Linked DNA regions of Sus scrofa: region 2 is linked to region 1. The links are chromatin contacts, called in public Hi-C maps. All regions are on one chromosome and are shown on one strand. The core of a region is the stretch at or near the end of the contact, and the rest is flanking DNA. Distances in the headings are between cores, read along the strand shown.

What was found. A called contact is a pair of places that touch in the nucleus more often than the background predicts.
Region 2: a Hi-C map of fetal heart ventricle shows a contact between it and region 1, with 2.9 times the contacts expected there. The contact joins two enhancer-like sites. A contact is called at or near these places in 2 of 47 Hi-C or Micro-C datasets (fetal heart ventricle and heart right ventricle).

What each region holds. Positions count from the first base shown.
Region 1 is chr6:99,497,832-99,502,479 of Sscrofa11.1, forward strand. PTPRM (receptor-type tyrosine-protein phosphatase mu) reads right to left here. Exons shown (of 36, transcript XM_021097712.1): 18 at 2,926-3,000; 19 at 2,675-2,701. Among named protein-coding and RNA genes, the nearest start is that of RAB12, 260 kb to the left of the region's middle. Within about 2 kb of position 2,115, at least 4 of the 83 cell types and tissues checked have an H3K27ac peak or open chromatin away from gene starts, as enhancers often do.
Region 2 is chr6:99,854,089-99,858,736 of Sscrofa11.1, forward strand. All of the region lies in intron 2 of PTPRM (receptor-type tyrosine-protein phosphatase mu), which reads right to left. Among named protein-coding and RNA genes, the nearest start is that of PTPRM, 240 kb to the right of the region's middle. Within about 2 kb of position 1,968, at least 2 of the 83 cell types and tissues checked have an H3K27ac peak or open chromatin away from gene starts, as enhancers often do.

The DNA.
Region 1 (4,648 bases), core at 865-3,364:
GGTTTCTTGTGTGATATCTGTTCTAAAATTGGGTCACCTACACTAACAGAAAATCTTGATTCCACCAAAATTAGTGATTAATCAGTTTCCTGTGACTTTTTCAAAAAGAATCATAATCGATAAAATATATCATTTGTCATTAACATCTTATATTTGTTAAAAATTACCCACCGACAATTTTTAAATTAAAAATTATGCCTAAGAAGAAATCAGTAATAAAGCCTCTCACTAACAGTCCTATGGTTTTCTAAGAACTGAGAATTCATTCCACCTACATTCTTTAATAGATTATCCTGAATTTTCAACAAACCAGTTGAAAAATCTTGAAGTGAATGCTGTTTTTGATGTTAAGCAGGTCCTGCCTAGCTATCCAACTATCCATCTAATTATCTAATTTTTTTTGGAAAGAAAATGATATAAAGGCACACTGAAGAAGCTTTATAATTAGGCCTGGGCACCTTGGCACGTGAGAATAAGAGGCTCCAGAGGATTAAATTGTGCCAAGCTCTGAGTCACAACAAAACATGTCTTTTTTTTTTTTTTCTTTTTATAGGGGCCACACCTGTGGCATCTGGAAGTTCCCAGGCTAGGGTTAGAATCGGAGCTACAGCTGCCAGCCTACACAGCCATGCAGGATCCAAGCCTCGTCTGCAACCTACACTACAGTTCGTGGCAACACTAGATCCTTAACACACTGAGCCAGGGATCAAACCCACGTCCTCATGGATCCTAGTCAGGTTTGTTAACTTCTGAGCTATGAAGGGAACTCCCCAAACATGTCTTTTTGCCTTGGTATAAATTATAAAATCACTATTTCCAAAAAATGCCAGAGCAGATGTGTAGCTTATCTTCTTTGCCTTGTTTCAAGTGATAACCTATATGACATGTAGATTCACCTTTGCACCAAGTAACATGGAAGGCATAGTTCCCGAGCACCGCCACTGGTCACGTGGGTATGTTGGTACCCACTCAACACGGTCCTGGTTATTTGTTGATCTGGCTGACTTATTTTTCACAATGCGCATCATTTTTGCTATGTGAATTGTCTGTTCAATGATGCTCTCTCTGTAAAGAAGCCTAACCAACTTTAAAAGATGTCATTAGTGTTCCTAAGAACAAAGCCTTGACTTTAAAAGATGGTATTTGTTTAATAAGCTTATCTAAATCCTGCTGTGAAATCTGAACATTTTCTTCCCTCTGACAATGCACATCTCAGCCCTCCCCACTCACAGCTCCCCCAAGGTCAGAACATCCACTAGAGGAATTACGGAATGAGTGCCAGGCACACAAAGAAATCACAAATCTTCGCCTTTCAAGAGAGTCTGCAAATGTCATCTGTATGTAGATTGCATTGTTCGGGTGCCTGAGATTAGCCTGTGCCCCTCACTTAGGAAAAAGATAAAAAAACAGCTTTCGTTCCTTTACAGTTGGTATTAAAAGGTGGTAGCTTTAGTGGGGTTTGTTTATTAGTCTTCAAAATGACACAAATTCAAAAATTCGGGTTTAGGTTCATTCTTCAACTTCTGTCTTCGTTCATTTTTTTTTTTTTTTTTTTTTTGTCTCCGGCAAGAAAATTGCTTAATTAAGCCCAGAAAACACCATAAAAGAGAAAAAAAAATCACCCTCAATAACGAAAATCGTAACAACTTAGAGAAAAGAGAAGCACAGGGGGAAAATTATGTTGCAGAGATATAAATCCTTGTAAAGAGAACTGGGAAACAGGAGTTGCAGGACTCAGGATGCAGCCTGGGCTGGGCTGGGTCCTGACACAGCCCGACGTCATTGGTGCTTCGCCGATTTTGGCGAGGTTAGAAGGAGAACACAGCCAGGATGAGTTAACGGGGCGTCTCAAAGGCAAGAGCAGCTCATGCTGGTTTGGCTCCGCCACGGCCAGGCAACAACCTTTCTCCTCACCCTTCTTATATCTGGACCCAGCGCCTCCCCCCCCCCGCCCCCGCTGGGACTATTTCCTACTGTCACTGCATTCTGCCCCACTGGGCTAACATATTATGTCACTTCCAGTGACATGTGACACATAATAAACCATGTGATTATAAAGTGTCACCTTGTCATTTTGCTGTTGAGAACATCGGCTCCTTTGAAATTCCACTGGGTGACAGACACTTTGGAGCGCTGGGCGTGCCCTGCGTGGCTCCGAGGAGGGGGAGGGAGGCTAAAACTTGACTGGGATCATTTTTTCTGCACACCACTGGGCATAATTAGAAAAATGCTATTTTCGAAACGGCAAGTTTTTAGTGCTTAGAAGTAAGTGAAAATAATAAGAAGCTATTTTCACTTTTATGACTGTCGCATTGGACAGAATTCCGCTCTTGCAAGTACACAGCTGACATTCTGTATTTTTCCTTGGGATCGAACCTGATTTTACATTCTGAACCTAGAAAGGAAGAGCGTCAGAGCCGGGATAGTTCATCGGAACCTTTTGGTATCATTCCCAACACACATGCGACCAGCCCTTCTTAGCAATGGAGACTGCTTGGAGAAAGTCTTTTTATTACCTATCCCCACCCCCCCACCCCTCCAGACCATCCACCACCCCCGTGTCCTGGTTACAATCCCTGCATCAACAGAATTAAAACTCCCGACTCCTACAGAGTGGCCACTGACTCTCTAAATTACTCCTGTAATCAACTGTGATAAAGGGAAATGTTCTCACCTAAAATTGCAGTTGGCACAAATGGGTCTGTCATACATCATAAGCAGGTCAATGCAGAGAAAGTAAAAAGAGAAAGAACAGTAAATGACTGATGAAAGGCCCCCCCAATTTTCCCGTAGAAAGCCATAGAAAAGCATCGGGTTACAACACATCAAACACATTAAGCTTCTAAAGCATCTTGGACACGAGCACTGGTTGATTCTGACTGCTAAGGGGTTATGAAGAGGTGAAACAACGGAAAAATCTGTTACCTGGGTAATAGGAATTAGGCACCGATGTGCTCAGGGTGTTTGTCTTCATTGTAAAGGACGATGGTGAAGACACAGCTGTAAATAAGGGAAAGGCGAGTTAGCAGGAGTAGCGAGGCAACGTCTGAAAATTTGGTCCTGCTCCCCAGGACATCACAGTGGGCTAGGCTGTTGAGCACAGACACAGTGAAGATCCAGCCAAGTCGACGTGGTAAACGCTATCCCTCGCCACTCTCTCTGGGGAGTTACTTGTACTTGAGAAAACACACCCTTTTATCTCTTAAAAGATTTCCTGGCGTTCCTGTTGTGGCTCAGTGGAAACAAATATGACTAGCATCCATGAGGACGCAGGTTCGCTCCCTGGCCTCTCTCGGTGGGATAAGGATCTGGTGTTGCCGTGAGCTGAGGTGTAGGTCGCAGATGCAGCTCGGATGCTGTGTGGCTGTGGCTGTGGCGTAGGCCAGCGACTATAGCTCTGATTGGACCCCTAGCCTGGGAACCCCCATATGCCACAGGATCGGCCATAAAAAGACAAAAAAAAAAAAAAAAAAGACCTCCTGACCCACAAATGAAGGAAGAACCCATAACCACAGCCACCATTTTGGATAGAGAAATTCATGAGACATCCTTTTTGATTTCTAGCCTTTGCTTGTAGAATTCTACTATCATGCTGATTTTTTACAACTAAGAGTAGGAGACTCTGTCCACACACAGCTTTTGGAGAATATTCCGAACATCAGTATTTTTACAGTTTGCTACATCCTCACCTCCCTAGTTTGGATTGTCAGCTTTTCAGATGCTGGGGTCTGTTTTATGAAAATTAAAGATAATGCTTCAGGTGTGCTATTGGTTTGGGGGGAGGGCTGGAAGTTCCTGGGCCAGGGATCAAACCCCAGCCACAGCAGTGACCCAAGCCACAGCAGTGCCAACGCTGGATCCTTAATCGCTAGGCCACCGGGAACTCCCGATGTGTGCTATTTTTAAGGTGAAAGCTGCATGCCTACGTCTTGTTCTAGTCCTTTAAATCTTAGTAAAAATGCTTATTTTTCTTTGAAATCTTCCTCTGAAACATTCAAGAATTAACTCTTGCACCTTCTCTTCCCCCTCGGTTATTAAGAGGTAAAGTCAATCCAATTCAATTTATCTGATTCCATTGAAAGGGTGTGTGTCCTATTTTTAAAGTAAACTCTCTTCAACATCTTAATTGATTAGTGCTTTCAAAACACTTTAATTTCATTAAAGCATAAGGATAAATGATTTGAATGTACTCGGATGCTCAAGTTGGTGGATGTAAGGTTAAAATTTCATTCCTCTGATATAGTTACACCATTTATTTGAGACTGTGTTTCTGCTCAGGACACTAATACCCATTTACATCAATGTTTTATGGGAAGCACTACCAAATCCCCATGGTCACCCTGTTATCTTTATTCTGATGCCATCCTAATATATTTTCACTCTTACGGAGCAGTTCCCGTCAGACCACGATTTTACCTGTGTTTATTTTATCTATCTATCTATCTATCTATCTATATTTTTATGGCTCCACCTGTGGCATATGGAAGCTCTCAGGCTAGGGGTCAAATTGGAGCTACAGCTTAGGCCACGGCCACAGCCACACCAGATCCTTAACCCACTGGACAAGGCCAGGGATCGAATCCACATTTTCACAGTGACTATGTCAGGTCTATAACCCACTGAGCCACAACGAACACCCCCTGTGTTT
Region 2 (4,648 bases), core at 718-3,217, 360 kb after region 1:
TTTTTGTTTTAATCTGTTCTTCTCACTGCCATCTCCTCATGCAGCTGTAGCCAAGAAATGTTTCGGGGATGAAGGAATCCTGGGGGGAGAAGAAAGATGTAAAACACCTGGTCTGGGGGTGCAGGGCCCTGTGCCCACCCAGGGGCCGGAGGGCCAGGCTCCCACGTGGGAGGAAATGGAAGAAGTAATCTCTGGTTGTGAGCCAGCACCGTGGAGATTAGGGCCTCCCAACCACCCAGGAAGCCTCGTAAGTAAGTTAGTCATTCGCACCCAAGCCCCAGATGTCCAAATCCACACTTTCTTCTCTTCTTTCTCCCGTTCCTGCTCCCCCTCTATCCTCACACACCTCAAACCCCTGGCTCTAAAGGACCTACATTGTTCCCTTACTGCTTTTTTCCCTTGGTGCCCCTAGGCCAAAAGAAATACCTCACCAATCTGTTGATTACAATCTAGACAACGGAACAGTAGTCCTTTGCACAGTGTCCGCTGTGTTTCCCTTAAAAATGAAAATAATCCCACAATACTCCATAAATTTCTTCCACTGCTCCAGGGTGCCCTGGCACACAGTTTGGGAACCAGGGCCTCTCTCTCTTAGTGATAAATGGCAACTAAATTAGGAATGCTGTGTAGTTCTGCCTCCTGGCTCTGAGCCCTTCCTCCCAACAACTTCCTCCGTTAACGGCTGGACAGAGACCTTGGTCTCCGCTGCACAGACAGCCGCCCCGTGGGAAATGATGGTAAGCCTTACACCAGCCTGAGCAGAAGACCTGTATCTCCATGTCCTTAAAACAGACAGACAGACATGTTTAAGCCTTTGGCATAGGTCCAGGAAGGAAAACAGGTCTGGAAAGCATAGTGATGATCCCTGGCTCTGGGCCAGACCATTCACCTGGAAGCAGGTGTCCACCTGCTCTAAGTCGGCCTGGACAAAGCACTTGGGGCCACAAGGGCTTTCTCCCCTCGCCACGCCCCAGAAGAGAGTCGTATGTGAAGTGATGTCTTGTTTTATCATAAATGGCAAGGCAGAATTTTAACCTTAGTAACTGGACAGGGATCTACAAGTACCACTCAATTTTAAAAAACATTACTGAAGTATAGTTAATTTACAATATTGTGTTAGTTTCAAGTGTATAGCAAAGTGATTCAGTTATATTTATATATATATATATGTATGTATAACTTTTTCAGATTCAGATTCTTTTCTATGATAGGTTATTACAGGATACCGAGTAGAGTTCCCTGTGCTATACGGTAGGTCCCTGTTGGTTACCTCTTTTATATTTGCTAGGGTATACATGGTAATCCCAAACTCCTAAGTTATCCCCCTCCCTCATTTATAACTGAATTTTTAAATGTTTAAAATATCATTTTATTAATTTTTGTATTGCTATAGATAATTGGAAAAAGTTTGTAAGATACAATAGATCAGGTTGAGGGCAGTGCTTGAGCCTTACATGGATTCATAGTTCCTCTGCAAGGCCCGCAGGGGTCTTTGTGTTACTGATTTTAATGCACCTCGCTAGTCTAGATAGGACTAGTCTTACTACTAACTAAAAGGAAAGTAAAAAAAAAAAAAATGAGAAAAAGAGAGAAGAAAACCCTGAAAATTATGGTGAAAACAATGAGCAATAAAAAAATTTTTTTTTTCAATTTTCAAGAATCTCTTTTTTCAAAGACGGTCACCTTAGGATGTGGACTCTCTGCTTCTTGGGACAGTAACCCAAGAAAGCTATTCACTGGACATTGTTAAATCCCCTTTGCTCTTATTTTTGTGTTATTCCGGGGAAAGAGCTTTTTGAATCTGTCTGCAATAGACATTGATCTTAAATGTTGAGGACATGACTATGATGGAGCCCCCAAGATTACCTGCTTGAAATCAGCACTTTCAAGGCCTCCCTGGACCCCAGAGTATCTGCCCCAGAAGCCTTGCTGCCTTCCCACAAAAATGCCCCCCATGAGGACTCGAGTTTGCACCTGGCCAGACTGCTGATCCTCTGTGGGCCAAGGTACTTTTACATAAATTTCAAACCGCTCATGGAGAAGCAATAATACCCAGATCTAGCCAAGGAAATTAATAATGTCTTCTTTACTCTCTGAACTACTTTTCACCCCAAGTCTCTTTAAAAACAAAAACAAAAACCAAACAAAAAACCCTCAGCTTGTTTAGAAGAACCAGTGTAGTTATCTGGAATATTCTCTAGAAATAAAGTTATATCTTTCCCTGACAACGTGAGTTGAAAGCTCCTTCCAAAGAGGATTCTGGCCAAGACAAAAGCAAACTAATTTCACCCTGGGGGAAGGAGCAGATAATCTGTAAAATCCCTAGGCCAATCTGGGCCAAGGGTGGAAGGTTAAGGACAAACAAGGTTTTCCACGTGACCATCTCCATGGCAGAGGATTCCTGTCTGGCAGGAAGCCTTTTTCATCCTTAAGTGCTGGAATAGAAAGGGTTGCATCCTTGGTACCTACTGGCCTCCCTGTAACTCATTCCCAGCCAAGACCAGCAGTGAAATTAACACTGCCCAGAGGTGCGTGTGACGGCTGCTGGGACCTGTGCCCAAATTCCACCACTTCTGAGAATCACATGGTGCAAAGACAAGTCCAAGTTTATAGTGTGACCCCAATTATCCTACTGGAGACGGTCCTATCCATCACACTGGGACAGGACAACAGGAGGGCCAAAGTGCATCCTTAGGATGGTATGTGTCATTTCATGGAATAGATATGACCACAGCAGAGAAAGCATTTTGTAAATGGAATCATTGAAAATCCTTCACAAAGCTAGCAGTCCTCTTATTATAATAAAAGCCATGTTTCTATCTTATCCATTGTATAAGTTTAGGCTTATATGGCAGTCAACTGTATATTACTATAAAAGAGCCCCAATTACCAATATATGGTCCCAAATGGTATCTAAGACTCTTGTACATATCCACCCCCATGCAAAAAGTGCACTGTCTCTGAAAGTCACAAAACTTCAAATAAATTATGTACAGAAGTCATATGTCATATTTTGTATTTCACATAATATATATATACATATATTTTAGGAGCTACTGCTGTGTACTTCCTACATATCAAATTTACCTAGATTATCACTGTAATCTATTGACCTGGACTTATTCTAGCAATAAATAATTATCACCTATAAGAAAGGAGACTAACTAGAAAAAACACAAGACCTTCTTTTCCCAAAGAGATGCATTTCAAATAAAATGTCGGTCTCCATGGTAAAATATTATCTGTTAATCCTTTATCTACTTATGTTGTTTGGATCAATTTTGTGCTGCTGATAATTGTAATGACATGCATTCCAGAAAAATTTGATTTTAAAACACAAAACTTTGTGGTCATGGGAAATAGTAAATGAAAGAAATAGTAAAAAAATTTAAAAAGTACTCAGGTAAGTGTTTATTTTAGATGTAGAGAAACAAAATAGGGTGATGCATGAATATGTTAGAGAAGCAAACACAGGACAGAAAATAATAGAAAATGGGGAAAGTGGAATGAAAATACGACACCAAGAAGAAAGAGGGGATATAAAATTTCTAGATCTTAAAGAACTTTCTCATGATTTAAAGTGAAAATAATGGGCCTGAAATTACTTTGGTATTCAGATTCCAGATGACATATTTATTATATTTATATTATTTTTTCATTATATTATTGTTATAGAATAATTATTCATCTTATATCAAAATGTCAATATTTATAGTTTACTGGTAATTACATCCTTAACACACATTGAGACTTATGAAAAACTCTGCATTCAATTTATAAGTGCATGAGGGGAGCACATGATGGTTTTTAAAAATTCTAGTTTGAAGATAACTGGACTGAAGCATCTCTATGTCAACCCTTTGCCATGTTAATGCTGAGACTCCAGTTTCTCAGGACAAGCACATCAGGTAAATGGTCCTTAACCAACAGAACACCATGTCCTCTCTTATTCCAGTGGCATCTTCCAAAGGCAATGTTAGTCCAGTTATAGACTCTTTGGGGAAAAGGATCCATTTCCAAAATCTGAAAAGCACTGCAAAGGGAATTCTGCTTGCCACCTTTACCATCAGGAACAAATGAAATACAGACAAAATGGCCCAAACAACAGTTTACAAGACACTGGATTCCAGGCAATGAAGGAGAGTGATCTTTGAAAGATGGGAAACAAATGAAGTCAATCCTATGATCACCCTAACTTACTCCCATGAAAGAATCTCTAGACTGCACAGGGGCAGGGGGCATTCAGGCAGAGCTGGAACCATTCCCTGGGTTGAAAGGACAGGCAGAGTTTGAAGGCCAACATGGTTAGAATTTGTGGGGCAGAGTACAGGAGGAAAGAGAGCTGCACAGAGAGAGAGCTCTGGAGACCCACAGCTCATTCCCCCCTAGGTGCTCATTAAGTATTCATCAGCACTTAAGGAAATCACCCAAGTGTGGAGAAAGAATCATCCAAGAAGATCTGAGGTGACAGTGTCCACACTGGGCCAGAATAGTGCCTGTTCTACCAGCCATTCTGAAAAATCTTAATTCACTGTGTTCTGAGGACCCAGGAGGGTCCTGCCTCATTAGTGGGGAACAGTCAATCTTGGACTACACATGGCTCCAGGTCTGCCTCACAAGTCTTAAAAGCAAGATGAAAAAGATAACG